5 separate regions of the Mus musculus genome follow, and regions 1, 2, 3 and 5 are each linked to region 4. A link is a contact called in public Hi-C, HiChIP or PLAC-seq and promoter capture Hi-C data. All regions are on one chromosome and are shown on one strand. Each heading gives the region's core, a stretch centred on a gene start, on an enhancer-like site or on the middle of the called end of the contact. The rest is flanking DNA. Distances are from core to core; before and after follow the strand shown.

Region 1 (4,771 bases), core at 2,155-4,654, 480 kb before region 4:
TGCTGGGGTTACCATGGTGGGACACTGAATTTAGTTTATACTTGCTGGGAACTGAACCCAGGGCTTAGTGTAGGCTAAGTAGTCTACCAACTGAATTATTCTCCAGTCCCTACAACTACACATAATTTATTCTGATTCTTACTAAACTATAAATGAGCCAACAGAGGCTCCTGGCTTTTCCAAAGAGGTGTGCCGAGAAATAAAGACTAATGAAAAGACCGGAAGCTGTCCTCTCTGTTACCATCCCATCCAAACCAAAGCCCACCCCTTATTAAAGGGATGGGTTTATATAACAGAGAACAAAAGCTTGATCAGATCCAAAAAGCTCAAGATCCAAAAACAAAATGAGAGATGACTATTACAAGAAAAGTGTAGCTTTAGCTAAGTGCTCCACTGTAGAGTCCCTCTAGTGGGAGAGAAGTTCTTCAAATGGGCATTAGGCTTCCCCTGGAAGATGTGCTGGGGAGGAAGGAGAAACAGCCAGACACTGCAGCCCCATTACACCACATCACGGATGGGGAAAAGAGCAGAGGGGCAGGCGTTCAGGGGAGCCCAGTGGTTTGAGTCTAGTTTGCAACAGGTTTACCGGGAAAACAGTAAAGCAGATATGGAAACAAGGTTGTATCCTACCTTTGACTGAGCCCCTTAGTGAATTCAGAAAGTAGCAGAGAGTTAAAACCCAAAATTCCTCAAAGCAAAGCGGTTCTCCCAGTTATGACAGTGGGGGCAGGAGACAGAACCCACATGCTCAAGTGATGTAATCCTGGCTGCCCTATTTGCGCTAAATAAAGCTAACCTCTAACTGAGTTGTCTTCAGTTTTCATTCTGGGAGGGGCAGCGATCTAAGAAAAAGAAAGGTTGCACTTTTTAAGTCTTCTGGCTACCTTGTTATTCCCTGCTAAGGCTGCTTTCCTTGGTTTGCTACCTGGACGCCACAGCTCTGTGCACAAAGAAACTTGGAAACTTAAAAACAAAGCAAAAGCCCCCCCCTCCCCAGGGCCTCTTTGATTTTCCTTTGACCAGGAATAACATTCTGAACATGACAGCCAAAGGAAATGGACATAAGAGCAGAAAGAACCCAAAGTGACAATAAAATCTCGAGCATCTTCTCTCAGGGTAAACACATCCCTACTCGGAAGTTCCCATCCACTGAGTAAGTACACTGTGCTAGGTGCTGGAGGGGAAATGTCGTGATGAACACCATCCCCACTCCTCCTCCTAGCCAGTTGTTTCTTTCAAAGGCTCCACATCCCCTGAAGAGCTTGGTTTCACAGTTAACTGTCTTTATGCACGGAGACTTCCTCAACGCCCACTTCTAGGATTTAGGTCTCTTCTAAAGCATTATAAGTTACTCCTTCAGTAATTTCTATTTCCACGTTTTCAATCTTGAAATCCACACACAATGGCCACATTTAGTCTTTATTACCTTAGCATGGAGATCTCCACTCTCATTTAAGGAAAAAAAATCCCTCAATATCTAGGCTACTGATTTTCTGACATTTTAACTTCCTCTCCTGTGTGTGTGTGTGTGTGTGTTGCCAGGTTTGTTTGTGACATTTGCTGTTCCATTATAACCATGTCTTCCTGCATGGGAAAGCGTCATTGTGATTTTGCTTCTGAGAACCAGTGTTTGGGAAATATTGGTACTGAAGCACCCAGAATCTTACTCTGTCTCCTCCGTCCTCTAAGTTACAGGAACCTGAATTTCTCTGTTTGATACTTTAGCCTAGGAAGTTTGAGTTCTGCATAAATCACAGCGCTTGTCTGCACCCATTCGTAAGCCTCCTAGCTTTGACAATTCACCCTCATAGAGAGGGAAGCCTAATTTGGCAGAATATAATAAATGTCCATTTCCATCACAGAATAGATGCTTCTTGGATTCAACTAAGCTTTGAATGACTCCCTGGGGAAAGTAATTCTCCCCTGAGTCCTTGACAGCCACGCGGTAGAAATCTCTCTACTGGCAAAGATGAGTAATCACTTATATGACCCCAATAGAGCTGGCTGGGCCTTCCATTTTTCTCTAGTCCTGTCTATGGCAGCAGTAGGGGTTGATGGAAGGCCTTTAATGTCCAGCGCTGACCGGTAAATCAATCCTACAATTTCCTCTGTTTCTCCGCACTTCCTCATCCCTTTCTTATCTCTTCTCCATTTTTCTTCCTTCCTCTGCTTCCCCCTCTTCTCTCCTTAACCCATGACACTCTCTGAGGTGGTTTGAAAATTCTACACCATACCAGATAAAAATTCCTAGTGGGTTTTTCCCCCCTTCACACCTTTCTTAAAGGAAAACCTGGATCCTGGTCTTTGAAACCAGTATCCTACACAATTTGGCTGACTCAGTGACCCCCCTCTCCCCCCAAAAAAAATCAACAGGAAAAATGAGTATTGTAACACAAACACAAACACACACACACACACACACACACACACACACCAAACTAAACCAATTTCCAAGATCCCACAAGGGGCCCACAGCCTGAAATATGATAGGTGACAGTGGGGATGATAGACAGAGCAGGACTAGGGGAGGAACTGCCCGTAGTCTCAGTAGACAGCCTTGGCCTACTATAGAGGCAGGAGCAGCTTTCACACCCTCACCTAGGCAAACGGATTCGAACACCCCTCTCTGAAACATGTGGTGCAAAGAACGAGTCCTCCAGGAGGAGCTGAGAGCACCCATACTCGGAGTCTTAGGGTCATCCTAGCCTTGACCTGGGACAACATCCCGGTATAGGGTACCCACCCTGGAAAAGAGCTGCCACGCGCAAAGGCCGAGTCCGGACCATGACTTGGGGCAACATCCTGAAGCAATAGCCCTTCACTCTGGAGAATGGGTACTGGCAGGCAAAAGCTGGGTCCTCCAGCAGGAACAGGGTCTATCTCGACTCTCACCCGGGCATCTCCGGGTTCATCCGGACCCTGACCTGGACGGACGCCAGATGCAGGGGTAACCCTGACTCTAGCTTGGGGTTACGGCGGTGCAAAGACCGAGTCATCCGGCTGGAGCAGGGTTTGTTCTGACTCTCACTGGGGCGTCTCAGGTCATCCTAGACTTAACCCACCAGGGTCCAGAAGATCTCAGGCCGGAGCTCCGGTTCTCCTTCCGGAGCTGGGGGCGCCCTCGCCCTCAGCTGTGCCTGGTCGGGCGGGGCCGCAACAGGTGCGCGGCCTCCCTGCTTCCCCGCCGCCTGCCCTGCCGTTACCTGCAGCGGCGGCCGCCGAGGCCTCCCAGAGCCTGGGCGGGAGCTTCCCGAGCCCGGCCGACGTTCGCGTGGTCCCTAGAGGAGCTGACAGAGCGTTCCCGAGCTCGGGGCGCGGCTCTGCTGAAGCCGCCGCGCTCCCGGGTCGCGACCCCCCTGCGCCACTCCCGCCCGTGCGCTGCTCTGCGTTTCCACGTCACTTTTTGGTCCCTCCCTCTCGCCGTCCGCCGGGCCCCGCCCGCCCGCTCGCCTGCCCATCCCCGGTTGTCAGGGCAACCCGAGCGACGCCAGACGAAGACAGGCGTTAGGAGGGCGGCGCCGCCAGGGCTGGGCCCGAGGGCCCCCGGGAGCAGCTGACCATGGAGCCCCACAGTAAGCGGCGGGCTAGGGCCTGGGGTGCGAGCAGAGACCGAGCTAGCCGGGCCAGGTCTCGAACCCTCGGCTAAATGATCCACAGATTCCACAGAGCACGGCTGATGCCCTCACTAGCAATGGGCTTACGAATGGTTAATAGTGCTTCCAGTGTCTTAGTGAACCTCCATGGAGCCTGGGCCTTGAATTTATGTGTTCTTGCCTCTCTTCGATCTTATCCCTAAAGTCTGTGGTATATATAATTCATGTGCTTCCGCCCAGCATAAGATACATAACAAAAGTTTCTCATTCCTGTTTGTCTTAAATTTTCCGTTCTTTGTTATTGACTATTCGTGCGGATGCATGTGTTTGTGCACACGTGTGCAGGTGTCACACAGGTGCACATGCAAGTGTGCCACATTTGTGTGGAACCCAGAGGGGACATTCTGGTGTCTTTTCTTGCCATCCACCTTGGTTTTAAATTTTTATTTTATTTTATTTAATGTGTACAGATGTTTTGCCTGCATGTATATGTCTCTGCACCACTCATGTGCCTTGTGCCTCTACAGAGACCAGAAGAGAGAACCCAATCCCCTTGAACTATAATAAAAGCAGGCTGTGAGTAGGCTTGTGGGTGCTGGGTCCTTTGGAAGAGCAGTCAGTGTTCATGATATTTGAACCACATCTTCAGGCTCCCACCTTGGTTTTCAAGACAGGGTGTCCCACTGACCTAGAGCTCTAGTGAACTAGGCTAGGCAAACCGGCTAGCAGAACCCCAGAGGTGATCCTGTCTCCAGCTCTCTAGGGCTGAATCTACAAATCACACCACCACACTTGATATTTTATGGAGGTTCTGGGCATCAAACTTGGCTCTTTTACTTTCTGCAAGCATTGTTTGCGCGAAGTCATCTCATTAGCCCTGGTTTTTGTTTTGTTTTTAAAAATACTCTTAAGTTTGAGTTTGTCTCCTGCAGCCCAGGCTGACCTTGAGTTTAGGGCAAACTTCGTGACCTAGCCTCCTGAACCAGTGGCTCAGAATCTTCATGGCTCCACATTCTGAAAGTGCTGGGGCTACAGTGCTGTTTTTCATTTTGTTTTGATTGAAACAGAATCTCACTATCTCTCTGGCTAGCTTGGAACTCACTGTTTAAAGACCAGGCTGGCTTCAAATCCACAGGTCCACCTGCCTCTGTTTATGAAGTGCTAAGATTAAAGGCATG
Region 2 (4,773 bases), core at 611-3,110, 260 kb before region 4:
GTACAGGCCTAGTTTATGCTGGCTCCTACAAGCTCACACCAGCCATTAGTCACCACTGCTCATCAGTTTTCTCCCAACACTCTGGCATGTGCTATGTTTGTGACTTTTCTTGTTTCTGTGATAACCTGGTAGAAACTTCAAGGAAAAAGGATTTCTTTCGGCTCATAGTCCATTGTGGCAGGGGAGGCACAGTGGACTTCTTGGCAGAGAGGGATGCTGTTTGCTCCCCCGTGACAACAAAGAAGTAGAGTGGCTTAGCCCTAGTGACCCACTTCCTACAACAAGGCCTCCCCCCTCCCCACCCCCCCCCACCACCCGGTATAACCACCAGCTGAGGACTTAGTGATCAAGCATGCAAGACATTCAAACAGCATTTGGGAATACTCAGGGTATGTCTATGTCTCTTCTTTGTTTTATAGTCCACCAAGGAAGGCTCAACTGTCCACTCCTAAGCCAGTTCCACTCTTTTAATTACAATTGTTTTACGTGACAATTGGATAGCCTGCAGAGCTAATTCTCTTTTACAATTAAGATTACATTCCCATGCCATACATTTCACTATTTTAAGGCATGACATGTCAGCATTGTAATGGTGTTCTGCTTAGAGTACACAGAGTACCTGAAGTCCTCCATCACTGAAATCCATAAGGATGCACGACCATCTCCACCATCTCATTCCAGAGCATTTTAACGACCCCACAGAGACACCTGGAACCCCACAGTCCCTCCTCACCACCCCTGGCAACCACCAGTCTCCCCTCTGTCCCTATGGATTTGCGTGTTCTGTTCATTTTATGTAAATGGAAGCCTGTGATACATGGCCCCGTGCCTGGCTTCTTTCATGCAGCATAATGTTTTCCAGGTTCTATCATGAACTCTGCTTTTTCTTGCCGAAGAGTATCTCACTGCACATGCTGTGGTATGGACAGCTGGTGCCCAGAGGTCAGGGCTGGAGAAGGAATTACCTACAGATGGAAAACTGCAAAGGCAGTGGCCGATGGAGGGGGCACACAGTTCAGGGAGCACCCATGCTGACACAGGAGCACAGAGTGCCTAGCAATCTCTCTCTCCTCCATGAGACTGTCATTTTCAGTGAGCAGTGGCTTGGTTCAATTCAGGGACTGAGAGGGGATGTGGTTGCTTGGGCAGCCACATCAGATATCTCGTAGAACATCAAGGAGGGGACACAAGGATAGGAGTGTGCCTCCTCGCCTGTGTGCATTTTGAATGACCCTGCTCTTCCCCTTTACTTTCAGGGAGTCATGTAAAAGTTTGTTCACATGAGGGATGCATGTAACTGGATAGAAATATCTCAGGGCATCAGAGGGATCTTGGTCCCCTCCCAGGCTGTGCTATACAGGCTGGAGGTAGGGGGTGGGTTCTAGCCCTGGGCCCCTGTAGGAATGTCAAAGCTGAAGGAGACACTGAGTAGGACAGCATAGCAGCTGCTATTGGAGTTTGGGCTGCCCAGATGAGCGGGATCACTAGCCTTTGAGATCTGTCTTAAGACTTTCCCTCATTTGGGGGAGGGGATGATAAACCACACAGTGACGATAATTACTGACTTCTGAAATTTGAAACTCATTTGTTCTCAGGTTCTATTGTTAATGGATTATTTATCAAGTGTACTTTCTAATTAAATACACAGGAATACAAGCTCATTAAAGCACGGGCTGAAAACAAATTAGAATCAAATTAATTTCCAGTTCAATAACTTGAAATATTGCTTTTATGAAGCAGGGGAAGTGGAGTTTAGTGTTCATAAACCATTCCTTGAAGTCAACTACCCTACCCATCTTCATTGTCATGAGCGCTCACAACTTACTTCTCAGGTTACCCGAGTTAGCTCATGAGCCCATTGCTCACTCTTAACAGGGATTAACCTCTTAGACTGCAGAGCACAGTCACTCGATTCTCCCAGACAATTCCTATTTCCTGAAATTCAGTTTTTTTCAACATGACTCACCACACGCAAATGAACATGATTTCATTTTGATGAAGTTGTGAGTCACTGTCTGGATAACTTCATGACTCAGAAATACATAGTTGGGCCCTCCATGTATTGGTTGAGAAATTGGATTGTGGCAGAGTTATATTTATGACCCTGTAGGGACCTTGACTCCTAAGGCAGGGTCAGAGGCAAAGGGATCTTTACAGGTCCCTGAGTGGAGACCAGTGTTGGGAGCCGCCCCCACATTCGCCGTCACAAGATGGCGCTGACATCCTGTGTTCTAAGTGGTAAACAAATAATCTGCCCATGTGCCAAGGGTATTTTACGACTACTTGTACTCTGCCTTTCCCGTGAACGTCAGCTCGGCCATGGGCTGCAGCCAATCAGGGAGTGATGCGTCCTAGGCTGGGGGTTTGCGCTCCTAGCTCCTGAAGATGTAAGCAATAAAGTTTTGCCGCAGAAGATTCTGGTCTGTTGTGTTCTTCCTGGCCGGGCGTGAGAACGCTATTAAGAATTGGTGCTGAAACCCGGGACGAGAAATTCCGGGACGAGAAAAAATCCGAAAAGAAAAAACCCGGGAGGAAACTCGGGACGGGAGTTTCACCGGCGCAAGGAAGATCCCTCATTCCAGAACCAGAACTGCGGGTCGCGGTAATAAAGGTTCCCGTAAAGCAGACTGTTAAGAAGGATTCAACTGCATGAATTCAGAACTTTTCAGCTGGGGAACGAGAGTACCAGTGAGTATAGCTTTACGAGGTAAGCCTGGCCTTGAACTTTCTAAGGAAATTCAAGACAGTCTATCAGAAGTAAAGTGGAAAATAGCTTTATAAGGTATGTTTGGCCTTGAACTTTCTCTAGTGTTAGAAGCCCTTTTGTTCCTTTTCACATGTTATCAAGTGGTTAAGGCAGGGCGGATTCTGGATGAAGTTCAGGACAATCTATCAGAAGTAAAGCGGGGAGAGAGAATAGGAGCAAAGAGAAAATATGGTACACAAAATAAGCATACAGGCCTTTCCACGGGTCTTGAACCTGAGGAAAAGTTTAGGTCAGGTAAGAATACCTGGGGAGAGATTGGAAGGAAGGAGAAGGAAAAAGAAAAGAAAAAAGATCAATTAGAGAAGCCAGTTCTTAATAGTTCTGAATCAGATGAAAAGGCTATTAGGGCCTGGAAGGCGCTCTCCCGAGCAGGTGAAGCCACTGGACAATAATGACAGAGGCAGGCTCTTGCAGCCTACAAGGTCTTATTGTCCACCCTGGAGTTGTAGATCAGGATTGTAAAGGGGAACTTCAGGTTCTCTGTTCTTGTCCTCAAGTTGTCTTTTCTATATCACAAAGAGACAGAATAGCTCAACTAATAATTTTGCCAAGCCTACATGGCTGTTTTTTCTTCCTCTGGTATTCCTAGAGCTGCAAGAGGGATTGGTTCTACTGAAAATGATTCTGATTACTTAATAATGCCTTTAGATTGTTGTCAAATTTTATCTACTCACATAGGGGTAAACCCTCGTGGCGTCAGGCCATTACAGGTCTGACAAATGGATGTCACACATATTTCCTCCTTTGAGAGAAATCAATATTTACATGTTTAGATAAAAAGAGATCACCTCCATACCTTAAATGATTTTCAAAAGCTGTTGAGAGATATTAATTGGCTCAGACCTTTTTTAAAGATTCCTTCCGCTGAGTTAAGGCCTTTGTTTGGTATTTTAGAAGGAGATCCTCATATCTCCTCCCCTAGGACTCTTACTCTAGCTGCTAACCAGGCCTTACAAAAGGTGGATGACGGTGATGTATAATGCTCAAGTATTCTCCTGCTTTTTTACCACTAACTAGGAACTGGGTTTAGCCTTGATTCAGACAGCCTTGGCTCTGTCTGGACAGGTCCAGATGACTGACACCATTAACACTTTGTCAGCCTCAGTGACTACAGTCATAGATAAACAGGCCTCAGCTAATGTCAAGATACAGGGAGGTCTCATGCTGGTTAATCAACTCATAGATCTTGTCCAGATACAACTAGATGTATTATGACAAATAGCTCAGCTGGGATGTAAACAAAAGTTTCCGGGATTGTGTGTTACTTCCATTCAGTATGTTAAATTTACTAAGGCAGCTAATTTGTCAAAAAGTCTTTTTCAGTATATGTTACAGAATTGGATGGCTGAATTTGAACAGATCCTTCGGGAATTGAGACTTCAGGTCAACTCCACGCGCTTGGACCTGTCCCTGACCAAAGGATTACCCAATTGGATCTCCTCAGCATTTTCCTTCTTTAAAGAATGGGTGGGATTGATATTATTTGGAGATACACTTTGCTGTGGATTAGTGTTGCTTCTCTGGTTGGTCTGTAAGCTTAAGGCCCAAACTAGGAGAGACAAGGTGGTTATTGCCCAGGCGCTTGCAGGACTAGAACATGGAGCTTCCCCTGATATATCTATGCTTAGGCAATAGGTCGCTGGCCACTCAGCTCTTATATCCCATGAGGCTAGTCTCATTGCACGGGATAGAGTGAGTGTGCTTCAGCAGCCCGAGAGAGTTGCACGGCTAAGCACTGCAATAGAAGGGCTCTGCGGCATAATATGAGCCTATTCTAGGGAGACATGTCATCTTTCAAGAAGGTTGAGTGTTCAAGTGTCCTTCCCCCAGGAAAAACAACACGGGACCAGACCAGGACCCCTCTGGGTGATGAGCCTGGGAGGAGGTTATGTGTACGGCTCCTTTACCTACACACTGGGGATTTGACCTCTATCTCCACTCTCATTAATATGGGTGGCCTATTTGCTCTTATTAAAAGAAAAGGGGGAGATGTTGGGAGCCGCCCC
Region 3 (4,882 bases), core at 1,702-4,201, 400 kb before region 4:
TTGCCTATGGCAAAAATGCAGAGATGGAAAGGCAAGGTAGCAGGATGAAGTGAGCTGTGGTCCCCATCGGACTGTCCTCTGTGTGGATGCCAGGTGAAGCACCTCTAGTCCACACCAGCTGACTGCTCTAATCTCTTCTGACACGGTTGCCCCTTCTCAACTCTTTCCACTCAGAGTGGCCTCTATCTCAGCCTCCAGGCCAGGCTCGCCCCACATCAGGGCCTTGCTTGTTAGTGTCCCTAGCATTTTCTTCTGATTTATTTGGCCACCCTTCCCACCTAGATGAAGCCCCCTCCCCTATACTCCCTTCTTGCTCTAAAGGCCACAAAGCTTGCCAGTCCACCCACCCCGCCTGCAGCCTCACCTCAGCTCCCTGTTTGGGTGGGTGCCCATGAGAGTTGCGCTGGCCTGTTCTTTTTGGTGTCCCCACCAATGTTTAGGCATAATGGGAGATGGCCAAGGCTTCTGACTTGTGCAGTACTCTGACACAGTTCCTAGACCACTGCTGGCAGGCTGCAGGCCCTCGCAGTTATGGCTTTTACACAAAGTGCCACAAAGGGGAATCCTTGTCTTCATGGTAGCGTTGCCGTAACTTCCTTTGGCCGCTCAGCTCTTTGCAAAAGTCACTTCTTCCTGACACTTAGAAATACCAGAGAAAGGCAAGTGTGGTCTCGCTTAACCTTGATTGTAGGTTCTACAAGGCTTAGCACAGAAGAGCCCATAGGCCTCACCGCCCCCCACCCCCCACCCCGCAACCTTTCCCTGGTGCCCTGGGACACAGAAGACTGGCAATGATGTGGTCATAGAATGTTTAGTCAGCTACTTGTCTGTCCTTTCCTCTAGAGGCATTCTACCCAAGTGCTGATGTGGGACAGCCTGGATGGTGATGATGTGTGTCTGATCTCATGTCACACTGTCCCCTTTTCCCCTCTCCAGTGTCTTTTTTTCCCCTGCACCCCACTCTTTAATTGTTAGCTAAGCGATAATATCCTGATGTTTGAGAAGCATTTCTCTGTATTCAAATGAAAATAGTATTAACTGAAATATAGTTACCATATGAAAATAATTTTGGACCTTGAATCCCTGACTCAGTTAGGTTTCTATGACCAAAAGCAACTTGTGGAGAAAAGGTTTATTTCAGCTTACAGTTCCACACCACAGTCCATCACGGGTGGGGGCGGGGGCAGGGGTGGGGGCGGGGGTGGGGGTGGGGAGTCAGAGCAGGAACCTGAGGCAGGAACTGTTGCAGAGGTCATGGAGGAGTGCTGCTTACAGGCTTGCTCCCCATGCTTTGCTTAGCTTGGTTTCTTACACTCCAGGACCCCCTGCCCAGGACTGGCACCGCCCACAATGGGCATGGGCTCTTCCATATCAATCATTAATCAAGAAAATGCCCTATAGACTTTCCCATAGGTATATCTGGTCAAACATGTTCTCAACTGAGGTTCCCTCTTCCCAAATGACTTTAGCTTACATCAAAATTGACAAAAACAAAAACAAAAAAATTAGCCATCAAATCCCCAAGATTTTCTTTAATCATGTCACATGTTCTATTATGAAGGTGATTTCCTTCTAAACACATATATACATAATATAAAATGTATTGTGTGTGTGCATATGTGTGTGTGCATGTATATGTGCATGTGCAGGGATAGGTACCCATGGGGGCCAGAGGAGTGTGTTGAGTGCCCTGCTTTTTCATTTAGCCCCTATTCCACTGAAACAAGTTCTTTCATTAACACCCAGCTTGCCCTCTGGCAATGACCACCTGCTAAATTGACTGGACAGCAAACCCCAACTCTCCTCCTATCTCTCCCCACTCCAGTGCTGGCGTTGCAAGTGTGTGGGATCACAGCCAGCTTTCTTTCTTTTTTTAAAAAAAGATTTATTTATTTCATGTATGTGGGTATACTGTCGCTTCTTCAGATACAGCAGAAGATGGCACCAGATGCCCATTACAGGTGGTGGTGAGCCACCATATGGTTGCTGGGAATTGAACTTAGGACCTCTGGAAGAGCAGTTAGTGCTCTTTTTTTTTATTTTTTTTATTGGATATTTTCTTTATTTACATTTCAAATGTTGTCCCCTTCCCCGGTCCCCTCCCCCAAGCCCCCTGTCCTATCCCCCCTCTCCCTGCTTCTATGAGGGTGTTCCCCCAACCACCCACCCACTCCCACCCGCTGTCAGTGCTCCTAACCGCTGAGCCATCTCTCCAGGATCTGAACTCAGGCCCTGATGCTCTTTTTACCCACTGAACCATCCTTCTCATCTTTAATTATATTTAAGTATTTTTTAATGGAGGGAGAAAAAGACAGCCTTCTGCTTGTCTGACTTGGCCAGAGCATGGGGGAACTGTCCTGGCTATGTGCTTCTGCTGCTTCTTGGCCTGCCCTTTTCCTTCCTTTTTTCTTTCCTTCCTCTATTCTTTCTCCCTCTGCCTCCCCTCTCTTCTCTCTCTCTCTCTTCTGCTTCCCCTCTCCTCTCTCTCCTTCTCTCTCTCCCTCTCTCTCTCTTCTTCTTGTTCTTGTTCTTCTTGTTCTTCCTTCTTCTTCTTCTTCTTCTTCTTCTTCTTCTTCTTCTTCTTCTTCTTCTTCTTCTTCTTCCTCCTCCTCCTCCTCCTCCTCCTCCTCCTCCTCCTCCTCCTCGTTGTTGTTGTTGTTGTTGTTCTTCTTCTTCTTCTTTTTCTCCTTCTTCTCCCTCTCTCTCCTTGTTTCTTTCTTTGATACCAAGTGCCCAGGGTTCATCTAGACAGATACCAGCCACGTGCACCAGCCTCCAGCTGATACAGTGTCTGCGTCATTCAGTTGGCCCCAGAAGCCTGGCTGTGGTCTGGCCAGAGAACAGTCTGGGATAGCGGTCTGCCATCCAGAGCTGGTGGCATCATCTGCACACCCTGGCTCCAAGGGCCTTTTAGTGAAAGGTTTTATCCCTTGGAAAAGTGTGTGCATGTATCTGACCACTAGGTGGCAGGCTTGGACTGCAGCAGCCTCAACCTCATTCATCTTCCACCTCATTAGATCATTAAGGCAAATGCCTTCTTTACTAGGATGGTTATCTACTGCATGCTGGGCTGGTGGTACTGGGGCTTCCTCATGCCCTGGCAGTTTGGCTCTGGTCCATCAGCACTTTGTAGTCTGTATCACTGGAGTGATCTTTGGCTTGGGTTTCCCTTATACTTCTCAGAAGTACAGTTACCTAGTTTTGTGGGTTCCCCCTCTGCTCCCCTTCCTGAGGCCAGGGTATTCTGTTCTATTTCTGTCTGGTTCCTGTGTGTCCCACGCCCTGAACTACCCAGAATTTGCCAGTGAGATGAGTCTTTTTGCTCGTTGTCTCTTCTTTCTAACCTGAAGGTTGACTTGTTGTTTGTTTTTTTCACTCTCATTTGTCATATCATCTCAAGTGGGTCTTCTCTACATGGAAGGTGAAGGCTGCCATACAGTCTGACTCCTTAGGGTATTGTTTAATCATGTTCCACTGTGAAGGTTGTTCCCTTTTAAAGCTGTCCGTGTGTATGTGTGTGTGCACTCATGTGCATGTATGCACATATTTGTGTTGTCTGTTTCTTTGTGTGATATACATGGTGCATGTGTGTGTGTGTGCAGCTTGTCCACACCTGCTTGATTACCTCTTCTTTCTGAGCACAAACTGTCTCTGATGTAGGCACTTCCTGTCTTTTGAATATGCCTTGGCATCCTCTCTGTGTGTTTCTTGTTCTCTGTGCCCTTGTCCTGCCAGAGTAATATTCTGCATCAACTGTCTTGCTGTCTTACTGTTGCCCTTCCTTGCTGTGACAGTTGTCACCCTCTTGTGCTTTTTATTCACGTCATGTCATGTATTACTGAGTGCACATGACATTGCAAACAGTGTCCCAAAAGCCAGAAATATGGCACTGGAGTCAGATAGGAATTCCTCATGTTGAGAAAAACACCTGCTAAATGAGACATGCAAGTAAAAATGTATAGTGTGTCAGGGGTGCTAGGTCCTAAAGAAGAAAGAATGGGGCAGGTTAGGGGTCTGGGACCAGGATTAAGGGCCTGAAGCAAGTGTGGGGTACTGAAGGGGACTTTCCAGGCCAAAGCAGTGTCAAACAGGAAAGCTCATGGAGGAATGTGGAGAAGAGGTGTGAGCAGGTGGGGGTGTTGATGAGGTCGACAAGGTAGCAAGAGGTAAAGGTGTGGCTGTGACTTATCCAGAGAGCACTGGCTTTTACTAGAAAGAGGTTGGGGGGAGCAAGTGAAGTTGTTCGTCCAGAAGAGGCAGGGTCTACATGGTCTATGAGGGCCACTGTGGCTGCCTGAGATGAGGCTGTGGGAGGAGGGGCAGTAGGCAGCAGAGAGGATTAATCAGGAAGCTTGTGCCATAATTGAGGGGGGAGACAGAGGAGGAGTGTGTGAACTGTTTGGACACAGGATGCTTTTAGTGAAAGATTTAAAGCATTTGCAAGTGGATCCCGGTTCAGGCCTGTAATCCCAGGTACTTGGGAGGCCAAGACAGAGGAGGTCACTTGAGGCCAGGAGATGGGGACTAGCCTAGACAGATTTCCAAGGCTTCACCTCAAAAACCAAAGCAGAACACCTTAAAGTTTGCCAGTGTACTAGACCTCTATTAACTACAGGGTGTGAGTGAATGCCCTCAGGCAAGGGAGACTGTGTGTAGACTTGCATGTGCACACGTGCTCACACCACACCGTACCACACACTCACACACACACACACTCACAGGCATGCCCACCCATACCTTAGGGGACCAACCCTACCCAAACCATAGTGAGGACGCTCACTGAGCGATATAGTCTACCCATTCCTAAGAGTCACCTGCTCCAGTCTGAGCCATCCTTACTTTCTAGATTATAATTTTCAGCCCATGTAGTATTTCTGGACAT
Region 4 (4,906 bases), core at 2,120-4,619:
CCCAGACCTCTGACTTATTCACCTCTCTCTAGGGGACTCATCTGTGGGACTGCAATGGCCCCAAGATCACAGGAGGAAGGGTTGAGGGCACTTCAACCCTGGATATACCTCAGATGAGGACGGCAGGTGTTGGCTCCATCCCCATTCCCAACCTGGCATCAACTCTCATAAGAATTTATTATCCTGGCAGTTATCAGGTATCACTCATTGGTCAACCTTTTGAGGTTCCCTGCCCCCCGCAACACTATAGCCTCAGTATGCAAATGAAGCCTCTTCCAACACCCCTGTCCTAGCCAATGGTACACAGCTACATAAACTTTCCCCCAGAGACCCTGGCCACCTCTCCAGGGGCATAAATACGGCCCCCTCCAATAAACTGGACCAGCTCTCTGCGTGTGCACTCTCTGTTCCTGAATGTGTTTAATGCCCATGCATTCATTGAACACCAAGATCCTGCACAGCGACATACTCCCATCCCCCATTAAGCTTCTCTCCCTTCAGCCCAGCTTGGTGTGCAAAGGGCCTGGCTACTCCAAGGGAGAACCAGACACAGAGTGGCTCCCATCTTGGCAAGGAAAGAGGGCCAAAGTAGAACATGTGAGCCCAAATGTGAGCCTCAGTAGGCTGCTCACCTCAAACAGATGGAGTCTTTAAAGGAAGCAGGGCTTCTTGATTCCAAAGGGATAAGATCCTGACTCAGTCATGGGTCTGTTGACTTCATGATGGTACTGATGCTTCTAAAATATCCAGAAAAGCAGCTGCCATGCATTAAAGCCACTGTGATCAAACAGGAACATGGGAAGCACTGGGCTGGCAGGTAGCACATCATTAGCCTTTAACAAAATGCTTTCTCAAGCTATTCTTGAAACACACACACACACACACACACACACACACACACACACACACACACACACATATATATATATATATATAATTTATAAAGGGATTTACTGGAACAGCTTATAGGATGTGGTCTAGCTAGTCCAACAATGACTGTGATTATTATATGATATATGTCATATACACACACACACATATATATATGTATATGTACACACACACACACACACACACACACACACACACTTATAAAGGGGTTTCTTGGCATGGCTCACAGGATGTCGTCCAGCTAGTCCAACAATGGCTGTCTACCAATGGAAGGGCCACGAATCCAATAGCTGTTCAGTTCATGGAGCTGGATGTCTCAGCTGGTCTTCAACATAGACCTGAATCCCAAGGAAGTAGACTGTAATGCCAGTGAAGGATCAACTTGCCAGAGAGAGTATAAGCAAGCAGATAGAGAGTAAGCGTCCTTCTTCGGTGGATTTATACAGGCTGCCAGCAAAGTGTGGTCCAGACCTCAAAAGATCTGGATATGTAGCAAAGGATTGCCTTAGCAGGTATCACTGGGAGGGGAGCCCCTTAGTCCTTCGGAGGCTCGATGACCCAGGATAGGGGAATGCTAGGGCGGTGAGGCAGGAATGGGTAGGTGGGTGGGGGAGCACCCTCATAGAGGCAGGAGGAAGGGGACAGGGATAGGAGGCTTGTGGAGGGGAAACTGGGAAGGGGGAATAAATAACATGATAACACTTGAAAGGTAACTAAATAAAATAACCAATAAAAAACGAAAAAAAGATACGATGTTTCAAGAGAGAGAGAGAGAGAGAGAGAGAGATCTGGAGTAAAGGTGTATCTTTCCACTTCAGAGATCCAGATTAGAAATGAGTCTTACCACTTCAAATACTAATGATTTCATTTAAAAAAAAATCTCTCACAAGTTTGCCCAGTCATTGGGCTGTAGCTAATTCCAGACATAGTCAAGTTCACAACCCCGAATAGCCATTATATTTTCCCTCTTTTCAGCTGTGTGTGTGTGTGTGTGTGTGTGTGTGTGTGTGTGTGTGTGTGTAGGATATGTGTGAAGCCAGATGATGACAATTGGTGTCTACTTCAATTGTTCTCCATCTTCGTTTTTGAGGCAGGGTCTCTCACCAAGCCTAGAGCTCATGGTTTTGGCTAAGTGAGCTGGTGAGAGAGGCCCAGAGAGCTTCCTGTCTCTCTGTCCCCAGCGTCGGGATTGTTGGAACTGCAGGTGTGTGCTGTTGGGCTCAGCTTTTGCTCGTGGGAAGCACTCAGGACCAACCACTGCATGTCAGCTCATCTACTGAGTGAGGAGTCATCTTCCTCCCTGTCTTTTAAGAATTTTAAAAGTTTTCCTTTGTTTGTCTTGAGATGCTCTGAAAAAGTCTGCTCTTTCCTTCCCAGGGTCTAAGGCACTTAGATCTGGGACAAACACTACTACTTGAAGTCACCTTTCTGACTGCACCAAGGCCCGACAAGTGCCATTCAGGATGTGTCCAGGAACCTTTTTTGAGAGGCAAAGGAACCAACTAGAATTTCAGTGTCGCCCTCCCTCCTTTTGTGCACATTCCAGATGAGCACCTCAGATTAAATCTTCCATTGAGACACCACCTGCAACTTAAAGAAAAGCTCTGAACTTTTGGAGAAGCTTGCAAAGTTGTCATTGCTATAGTCCATGTGACTTGTAGACCGAGGTCTGCCTTGGTGGAGGATCCTGGCCTTCGAAAATAAGCCACAGGATGTTAGTGGGGGACCTTGCAGAATCTCCAGTACCTGTTGCATAGCCTGCTCTTCCAGGATCAGCCAGCCTTGTCCCAACTGTACATAGCAAGATGGGGGAGGGGAAGAAGAGGGAGGGGGAAAGGGAAGGGGAAAGGGAGAGGGAGAAGGAGGGAGAAGGGAGAAGAAGGGAGAAGGGAGAAGAAAGGAGAAGGGAGAAGAAAGGAGAAAGGAGAGGGAGAAGAAGGGAGAAGAAGGGAGAAGGAAGAAGGGAGAAGGAAGAAGGGAGAAGAAGGGAGAAGGGAGAAGAAAGGAGAAGGGAGAAGAAAGGAGAAAGGAGAGGGAGAAGAAGGGAGAAGGGAGAAGAAGGGAGAAGGAAGAAGGGAGAAGAAGGGAGAAGAAGGGAGAAGAAGGGAGAAGGGAGAAGAAGGGAGAAGGGAGAGGGAGAAGGAGAGCGAGCTAGAGAAACTTCCAAAGTGATTCAGTCCCAGGAATGGGCTGCTTCTGCCAAGGATGGCGGGTTTCAAAGGTTTCTGCAGGGCTACACATTTGTGGGCAATTTTGATGAAAGTACAAATTCAAGGAGCCTTACCATGTGGAGCCATCTGCTGATGGACACACTGTAATCACTTAGCAGCTCACTTCCTTTGAGAGTGCACACAGTGCATTCCTGTCCACCCAAAGAAGTCTTTTTTTTTTTTTTCCTACCACATTCTTAGTTGCTTGACCCAGAACTCTCATGTACCAATGATTAGATCACACTCCCTGGGCAGACACATCCAGCCCCTCCTGCATACACTGTGCCTCATACCCAGACTGTGGGTCATCAGATACACTCAGAGGCCAGGTCTAGTGCATGACTTTTTTTTTGCCAGTGAATGGTGAAAAGTAGGGACTCTGAGAGACAGAGAATTATCCACACTCTCTCATGATTGGCTGCCTTACCGGTACTTCTTTCAGAGTCTTGCTCCACAGAGCAAGTATTTGCTGACTCACCCAGGGGAGCTGACAGCTTCCAGGAAGTTGGGTTGGCAACAGACGCTGTTTGAAGAGCCAAGACAATTGTTTTCCCATTATTCCATTACCAGCTGGCAGACAGGATGTATAACCCAAATAGGAATTGCTCCTTCCACATAAAGTCATGGGGACCACCGGGAGATGGCTCAGTTCTCTTACCACCTGGATGTCTCTAAGGATTTCAAATGTTGCCTGGTCCAAACTCAGGAATCTTTCTTTAGAAACTCCTCAGCCCCCTCATGCTGCATCTCTGAAAAGCCATCTCCATTCTGGACCTAAGACATCCTCAAATGCAAACAAATCATTCTCAGAGAATTTGTTTGGTGACGTTAAGATGGCAAAGTCTAGTTAGAATTTTCAAACCCCACGGAGTCTTTCTTGAGGTCTGAGTTTAAGAAAAATACTCAACAGTTGGTGGCCAGTTCCTGAGAGGAGGGAAGAAATGGCTGCGTTATTTCTGTAGGCCTTGATTTCTCTACTTATCATAACATTAGATATTTCTGTTATTACTATACAACATAAGAGAAACTCAGGCTGTGTTCGATCCATTTGTCAGCATTAAAATAATTTCTACAATAAGAAAATAAGCTCAACAGGAAACCAAATGTTCATTTTCTGCCTTGTCCCAGCCAGAACAGAGGGACCATTACCCCACACCAGACAACACGCCATATTCCTACGTGGTTCCCCTCTCTGGGACCTTAGTTAAGAACCGCCCTTGAAAACATTCTTTAGTGCCATTTAATGTGCGGCTGGCTCTTCCTTCTTTACATTTGAGGACTCAGCAGCAGGTTTGGAGTGAAGGTGAGTGTTTTATGAACTCTTAAAAGTTGGCTCCATCTAGCATTCTCTCTTTAAAATGTTAGCTGACAGAAACCCACCTCCTTAAGTATCACCGAACAGTCTGGAAACAGCTGGGCCCTGAATTTAGATGCATGGGAAAAGCTTCTGAAATACTCTGGAGATACTAAAGAAAAGTAAGGACAGATGTCTTGGGATCTTCATCCAAGAGAGTCTGTCCTTAACTATCGCAGAATTGACTTAAAGTGTGCATTTTTTTTCAAAAAGCTGTTGAACTGTACATAGGAATTCATTGGCGTACTGAGAAGAGGCCCTAACAGTATTTTAGAAAAGCAAACACAAACTTTGCTGAGCTGCTCTGAAAGGATTCCCAAGGTGATGGGAACATGGAGGGGATGTGAAAGTTTACCAGAAGCCAGGAGCTTGGGAAGCCGTTGCAGGTCGGTCACAAGTTCAAGGCCAGCCTCTGATACATAGAAAGTTCAGAACTAGCCTGGGTTACATG
Region 5 (4,769 bases), core at 756-3,255, 410 kb after region 4:
GTGCTCCTGAAATCCATCTTCCTGGTTTTCTTCATGGATTTCCAAAATCCCAGGAAGACCTAGAAAGCCCTTCTATCCAGGAGCATCTCCGTGGGTCACGTCTAAATAAGCCTTACTGGTTTCTTCCTTCCTTTAAAAACCAGCATTTCTTTCCACCCCAGGCCCCTTGCACATCCACTTAATTCCCCACTTCCCCTTACTCATTTCTGCTTATCCTTAAAGTCCAGGCTTAAGACAGTTTTCTCAGGGAAACTCTTTTGACCTAAAGTGGGCCAGGCACTTGACTCTGAGCACCCCACTTCTGGTTAGCACCTTTGGTTGCTTCTCTTTGGAGCAGGTGAGTTACTGGACCCCACCCTCAAGGCCTGAACCCTTGAGGTTTCGGATTTTAGTGAATGCTGGAGGCCACGTGGGAGGTGAGCCCTGGCAGCTTCCCTTTTGAGGGACTGAAGTTCCTTATCAGTGAAAGGAGCCTGTGACTTTCTATGAATCAGTGGCTGAATTGCTAGAAATCTTAGTTGTATATTATCTTGAACTGGGGAGGTTCTCTCTCACCTTCCCCATCCAGGAGCTCCTGGCTATTTAAGCTGCATTCTGGACGGGTTGATATAACTGCTCCAGGCTGGGGTGGCCCTGTCTACAGCAGGTAGGCACCTGACCTTTCCAATTCTAGTTGAGTTGGCCCCTCTCTGGCTCTGACATGCAATCTTACACAATGTAGCCTTCATTCTTTTAAACTTTCATTCCTTTAGTCCTTGAAGATTCCCAGGCTGGTGTCTTTGTCATTGTTTCTAGGATGCAAGAGAGGGCACACAGTAGAATATGCAATCTCATTTGCCCCTTCTAATAGCTTGCTGTGGACCCGAGGTCCCCTTGCACCCCTCCCCTTAGTTTTAACCTTTTCTTGGATTCTAATGAACGCTCAGGGTGTGTCTATGGGCAGGCCTTGAAGAAATCGGAAGTATTGCACTTGTGGGTGGCTGGCACTGGGTGAGTCTGAGACCAGCCTCCTTCAGATTAGAGTTGCTAGGAGCTGCTTGTTCTAAGCTGGAACTGGCTTCCTTTCTCTTCCCACTTCCTCTCTTTCCCCACTTCAGCAGGCCCAGTTCCTACTGAACGCCTCAAAGTTGCTGCAAACTAGGAGCCTCATTGTGCTGCTCCAGACCCTCAACACCCAAAGAGATCTGGGCTGTTAGAAACACCCAGGGGCTGCAAAGTCTTTTCCTAGGCTTCTCTTACCAGTGCTGACTGTACATCACCACTCCCATCAGCTACTAGGCACGCTCAATGCGCTCAGACCCTGGCAAAATGGGTGCCCACTTTGAATGAATGAATGAACTACGATGAACTCCTAGCTCTGCTCCAACGCTCTCCACCAGGTCAGAACTGGGGTTTCCGCACTTCACACCAGTGAGTACATGTGTGGTGTCTGACTATTTGTGTTAGATCCAGGCCTAGAGGGCTATAAGGATTTGTGGTGTGTGTGTTCGCGCGTGCACGCTTGTGTGTGAAAAGATAGCACTTTGTGAGGTGCAGGGTACAGTGTTCAGGATGGTGTGCGTGGTGTGTGTGTGTTGTGTGTGTGTGTGTGTGTGTATGTGTGTACCCTGTATGGTACAGAGTGCAGAGTGTTTGGGATGCTGGGTGCTCGGTGTTCAAAGTAGAGTGTGGGTAAAGAGTGCTGGATGCGGTGCAGAGTAGACAGTGCAGGGTGAGGACCATACAGTGCAGATTAGTAGGTGCGAGGTGCACGGTGTTTAGTGGAAAGTAGAGGATGTGAGTTGCACGGTTCCTGCAGCATGCAGGGCGTCCATGGGCTCCGGGAAGCAGCCTGGGTCCCTCGAGGGACCCGGCGGGCCGAGCCCCAGGGCACGCGCGCCTGGGCGGGCTACAGCCGGCCGCCGTCCCGCCTCTCGCCGGCGCTCCCGGCCTTTCCCATCCGGCCCGCGACGCTCCGCCCGCCCCGTCCCACATGACACCGCCTCCGCCGCAAACTTTTTCCTCCCCATCCTGTCGCGGCGGGGAAGGAATGGAAGATGGCGGCCTAGGCGCAGAGTTTCCTGCCCGAGCAGCGGCGGCAGCAGCGGCGGCTCCAGTGGGCTGCGGCCAGCGCCACCATGACGCGCTGGGTCCCCACCAAGCGAGAGGAGAAGTACGGCGTGGGTGAGCAGCGCGCCGCCCCGCGCCCGCCCCGCGCGCAACTTCCCCGCCGCGGCGCCCAGCCTGTTGCCGCGCGGTGCGGAGCCCGGCCCGCCCGGGGCTGGAGCCCGCGTGGGGAACCCGGGGACCCTCCGGGGTCCACCGTGCTCCTCATTCCCGCGCATTCGCTCTGTCGTAGTCCCGTGTGCTCCTGCGTGCGCGGGGCTCCCGGGGTCATTGTTTGTGTGCGTTTTGGCTTCTTCGGGAAACTTCTGTTTGGCATCCGGGACTCCGGGTGGACACTTTTCATTGTGCAGCGCTCGGATCTGTGAAGCCTCCTTTTCTCGCGTGAGGAGTGGCTGCGCCTCCCGGGTTGGGTCGGTGCCGCCTTTCCCGCCCTGGATGGTAGGGGACACTCAGGCGCTCCTGTGTCCCCGGGGCTCTGGAAACGGACCTCGAGGGCGGGGACCTGGTTTTGCCTTTGTCGCTTCCCTAGGGGGTAGAAGGAGTAGGGTTGCAAGCTTACTTTTGATCCAAGGAGTCCCGCTTTCCTCAATGGCCAGACAGTCCCAGAGCCCTGCAGACCTTGTCTCGCCCCCCAGCTAGCCCACATCAAAAGTCAGGTCTGTCTAGGCCTCAGGGCTCGCTGGCATTCCAGATTTGACCATTCCGTTTCCAGGCTCCTGCTCTCTTTTCCCTAAGGATCCTCTGACGCCCAGCCTCACCTGAGCAGAGACTCTGACTTGCAAGCAGGCATTTCTTGGGGATTTGCAAGCAAGCATTTAGGGGAGCTTGCTGCCTTCCACCCTAAGGGCTGCCTTGGGGCACTTTCTCAGCAGCTGTCTGTTCTAGGCATGCCTTCAGCACCGTCTTGCAGGCCTAGTTCATGTCCCAGCCCGCTGTCTTTGAAAGCTTCCCGGAGACTCCAGTCTACAAGGCCGTGTCCTTCCTTTGAACTCCAGTTACTTATTTCTGTAACAAGTAGGAGATGGTGGCCATGGGGGCAGGGCTGGAGAAGCCTAGGGCCCCTACCTCCACTCTAGGCCCACACCCAGGTTTGGAGGATTTTTCCCTGCGTTGTGAACACTGGAGCTGAGCTCCACCTGTGCTTGGCCGACCTTTCAGAGGCCCATGGCAGAGCTGGGAAGGGCTGTTAGAGTCCCATCTATTTAATTTGGGATGAGGGTCCTACTTAGGATGGCTTCAGGGTGTGGGAGGTTTTCTCTTGGGGTTGCCCAGGACTGTTGAAAGAACAGCTAGAAGAGTGGCAGGGGCAAGCAGAAAGCCAGATAGTCGGGGTGCAGTTGAGGAAGGAGGGCCCTGCAGAGGACTCCCGGGTAGTGGAGAAACTTGCCCCCTGTGCTTTACCCTTGTAGCATAGTAATGGGAGCTGCTGGGTTTGAACCCTGGCAACAGTGGGTTCACATTCATCCCTGTTCTGCTGCAACTGCCACGGTGCCTTGGGATTATTGGGGAGGGGAGTCTATTTCTTTGATTTTTTTTTGTTTATTTTTTTGGGGGGGGGACAGAGTTTCACTATGTAGCCCTGGTTGGTCTGGCTTCATACAGAGGTCTACTTGTCTCTATCACCTGATTGCTAGGTTTAAAGGCATGCATCCTCACATCTGGTGGGTCGTGTCGTCGCCCCCCCCCCCCCGCCTCCCCCCCAGCATCCTCCACTCCCTTTAAGTTGGAAGACTGTTTTGTTGCCATTTGGGAGAAAGAAATAGGCAGGCTGGAGACCTCAGCAGCCTTGGGAATGAAGGGTTGTAGATAGGAAAGAAAATGGCTTGGGAGAGGTTGGGGGTGGGGGTGGGGGTGTCGGGGGGGGGGGCAGTTAGTCCAAACCTAGTTTGTAGTGCAGGGTGGTAGTGAGGTGCATACCAGTAAAGTCGGAACTTGGGAGGATCAGAAGTTGAAGTTCATCTTCTGCAGCATAATAAGTTTGAGGCCAGTCTGCGCTACGTGGGAGCGTATCTCAAAAGGAAAAAAGCTGTATTTTCTAAGCAAAAGGCCAGAAAACATTTAGCAGTGGAAACACTGTGAGTTCTTTTGTTGGGTGTGGGGACTTCACTTGAGAGAGAGGGAAACAGACACAGAGAGACAGAGAGGAGAGACAGAGAGAGAGAAGAGAGAGAGAGGGAGACAGAGACAGAGAGACAGAGAGAGAGAAGAGAGAAGAAGAGAGAGAGAGAGGGAGAGAGACAGAGAGAGACAGAGAGGAGACAGAGAGAGAGGAGAGAGAGAGAGGGAGAGAGAGACAGAGACAGAGAAAGACAGAGAGGAGATGGAGGGAGGGAGGGAGGGAGAGAGAGATATCAATCCAGCGCTGGGGTGTAGGTAGGGTGGTGGTGGCACTACATTTTGCTGTAACGTCCCCTAGAGACATGGATGTTGCCTCCAGTGCGCCTTTTGTAGTTCTGTAGTGTGGCTTTACCTGGAGAAGTTGGGGAGACATTCCTATGTAGGGGCAGGAGGGTCTCTCTCCAGAGGTGGGAAGCAAGCAGCCCAAGAGGCTGTGGCTGTCTCAGTGAAGCCATACACCCTCCCAAAGGCACTCTTGGATGTGACTTCTGACATCAAGTCTTTTGCTAATGCATTAATCTCAAAACTGTTTTTGCAGAGTTCTC

The links. Promoter capture Hi-C pulls out the DNA fragments that hold promoters and counts their contacts. HiChIP or PLAC-seq counts read pairs in DNA pulled down with a chosen protein or histone mark. A called contact is a pair of places that touch in the nucleus more often than the background predicts.
Region 1: an H3K4me3 HiChIP or PLAC-seq map of stem cell-derived neural progenitor cells shows a contact between it and region 4, with 4 times the contacts expected there. The contact joins the promoter of Dhx32 here to the enhancer-like site in region 4. A contact is called at or near these places in 4 of 39 promoter capture datasets (the 3T3-L1 cell line, frontonasal cranial neural crest, hippocampal neurons and 1 more), 3 of 115 datasets of contacts at active chromatin or transcription factors (embryonic stem cells, extraembryonic endoderm stem cells and stem cell-derived neural progenitor cells) and 2 of 9 other capture datasets (adipose tissue and embryonic stem cells).
Region 2: a contact with region 4 is called in a CTCF HiChIP or PLAC-seq map of the NIH/3T3 cell line, with 5 read pairs. The contact joins two enhancer-like sites. A contact is called at or near these places in 1 of 15 datasets of contacts at CTCF or cohesin (the NIH/3T3 cell line) and 2 of 115 datasets of contacts at active chromatin or transcription factors (embryonic fibroblasts and embryonic stem cells).
Region 3: a Hi-C map of muscle stem cells shows a contact between it and region 4, with 3 times the contacts expected there. The contact joins two enhancer-like sites. A contact is called at or near these places in 1 of 39 promoter capture datasets (hippocampal neurons), 2 of 15 datasets of contacts at CTCF or cohesin (embryonic stem cells and pro-B cells), 16 of 484 Hi-C or Micro-C datasets (the 3T3-L1 cell line, the C2C12 cell line, the N1E-115 cell line and 8 more), 4 of 115 datasets of contacts at active chromatin or transcription factors (embryonic fibroblasts and embryonic stem cells) and 1 of 9 other capture datasets (pancreatic islet).
Region 5: a promoter capture Hi-C map of the 3T3-L1 cell line shows a contact between it and region 4, with 4 times the contacts expected there. The contact joins the promoter of Dock1 here to the enhancer-like site in region 4. A contact is called at or near these places in 2 of 39 promoter capture datasets (both in the 3T3-L1 cell line) and 1 of 484 Hi-C or Micro-C datasets (embryonic stem cells).

Annotation. Positions count from the first base shown.
Region 1 is chr7:133,773,399-133,778,169 of GRCm38.p6, forward strand. Dhx32 (DEAH (Asp-Glu-Ala-His) box polypeptide 32) reads right to left here and starts at 3,405. Exons shown (of 12, transcript NM_133941.2): 1 at 3,204-3,405. Fank1 (fibronectin type 3 and ankyrin repeat domains 1) reads left to right here and starts at 3,493. Exons shown (of 11, transcript NM_025850.2): 1 at 3,493-3,572. The coding sequence starts at 3,560.
Region 2 is chr7:133,999,796-134,004,568 of GRCm38.p6, forward strand. All of the region lies in intron 4 of Adam12 (a disintegrin and metallopeptidase domain 12 (meltrin alpha)), which reads right to left. Among named protein-coding and RNA genes, the nearest start is that of Gm39103, 21 kb to the right of the region's middle. Within about 2 kb of position 1,861, at least 24 of the 459 cell types and tissues checked have an H3K27ac peak or open chromatin away from gene starts, as enhancers often do. A contact at or near this core is called in the NIH/3T3 cell line, where this site is marked.
Region 3 is chr7:133,853,555-133,858,436 of GRCm38.p6, forward strand. The region is part of intron 2 of Fank1 (fibronectin type 3 and ankyrin repeat domains 1); the gene reads left to right. Among named protein-coding and RNA genes, the nearest start is that of Gm51500, 78 kb to the right of the region's middle. Within about 2 kb of position 2,952, at least 18 of the 459 cell types and tissues checked have an H3K27ac peak or open chromatin away from gene starts, as enhancers often do. A contact at or near this core is called in muscle stem cells, where this site is marked.
Region 4 is chr7:134,258,027-134,262,932 of GRCm38.p6, forward strand. No RefSeq gene overlaps it. Among named protein-coding and RNA genes, the nearest start is that of Adam12, 35 kb to the left of the region's middle. Within about 2 kb of position 3,370, at least 78 of the 459 cell types and tissues checked have an H3K27ac peak or open chromatin away from gene starts, as enhancers often do. A contact at or near this core is called in the NIH/3T3 cell line, adipose tissue and muscle stem cells, where this site is marked.
Region 5 is chr7:134,668,682-134,673,450 of GRCm38.p6, forward strand. It overlaps Dock1 (dedicator of cytokinesis 1), which reads left to right and starts at 2,006. Exons shown (of 52, transcript NM_001033420.2): 1 at 2,006-2,163. The coding sequence starts at 2,118.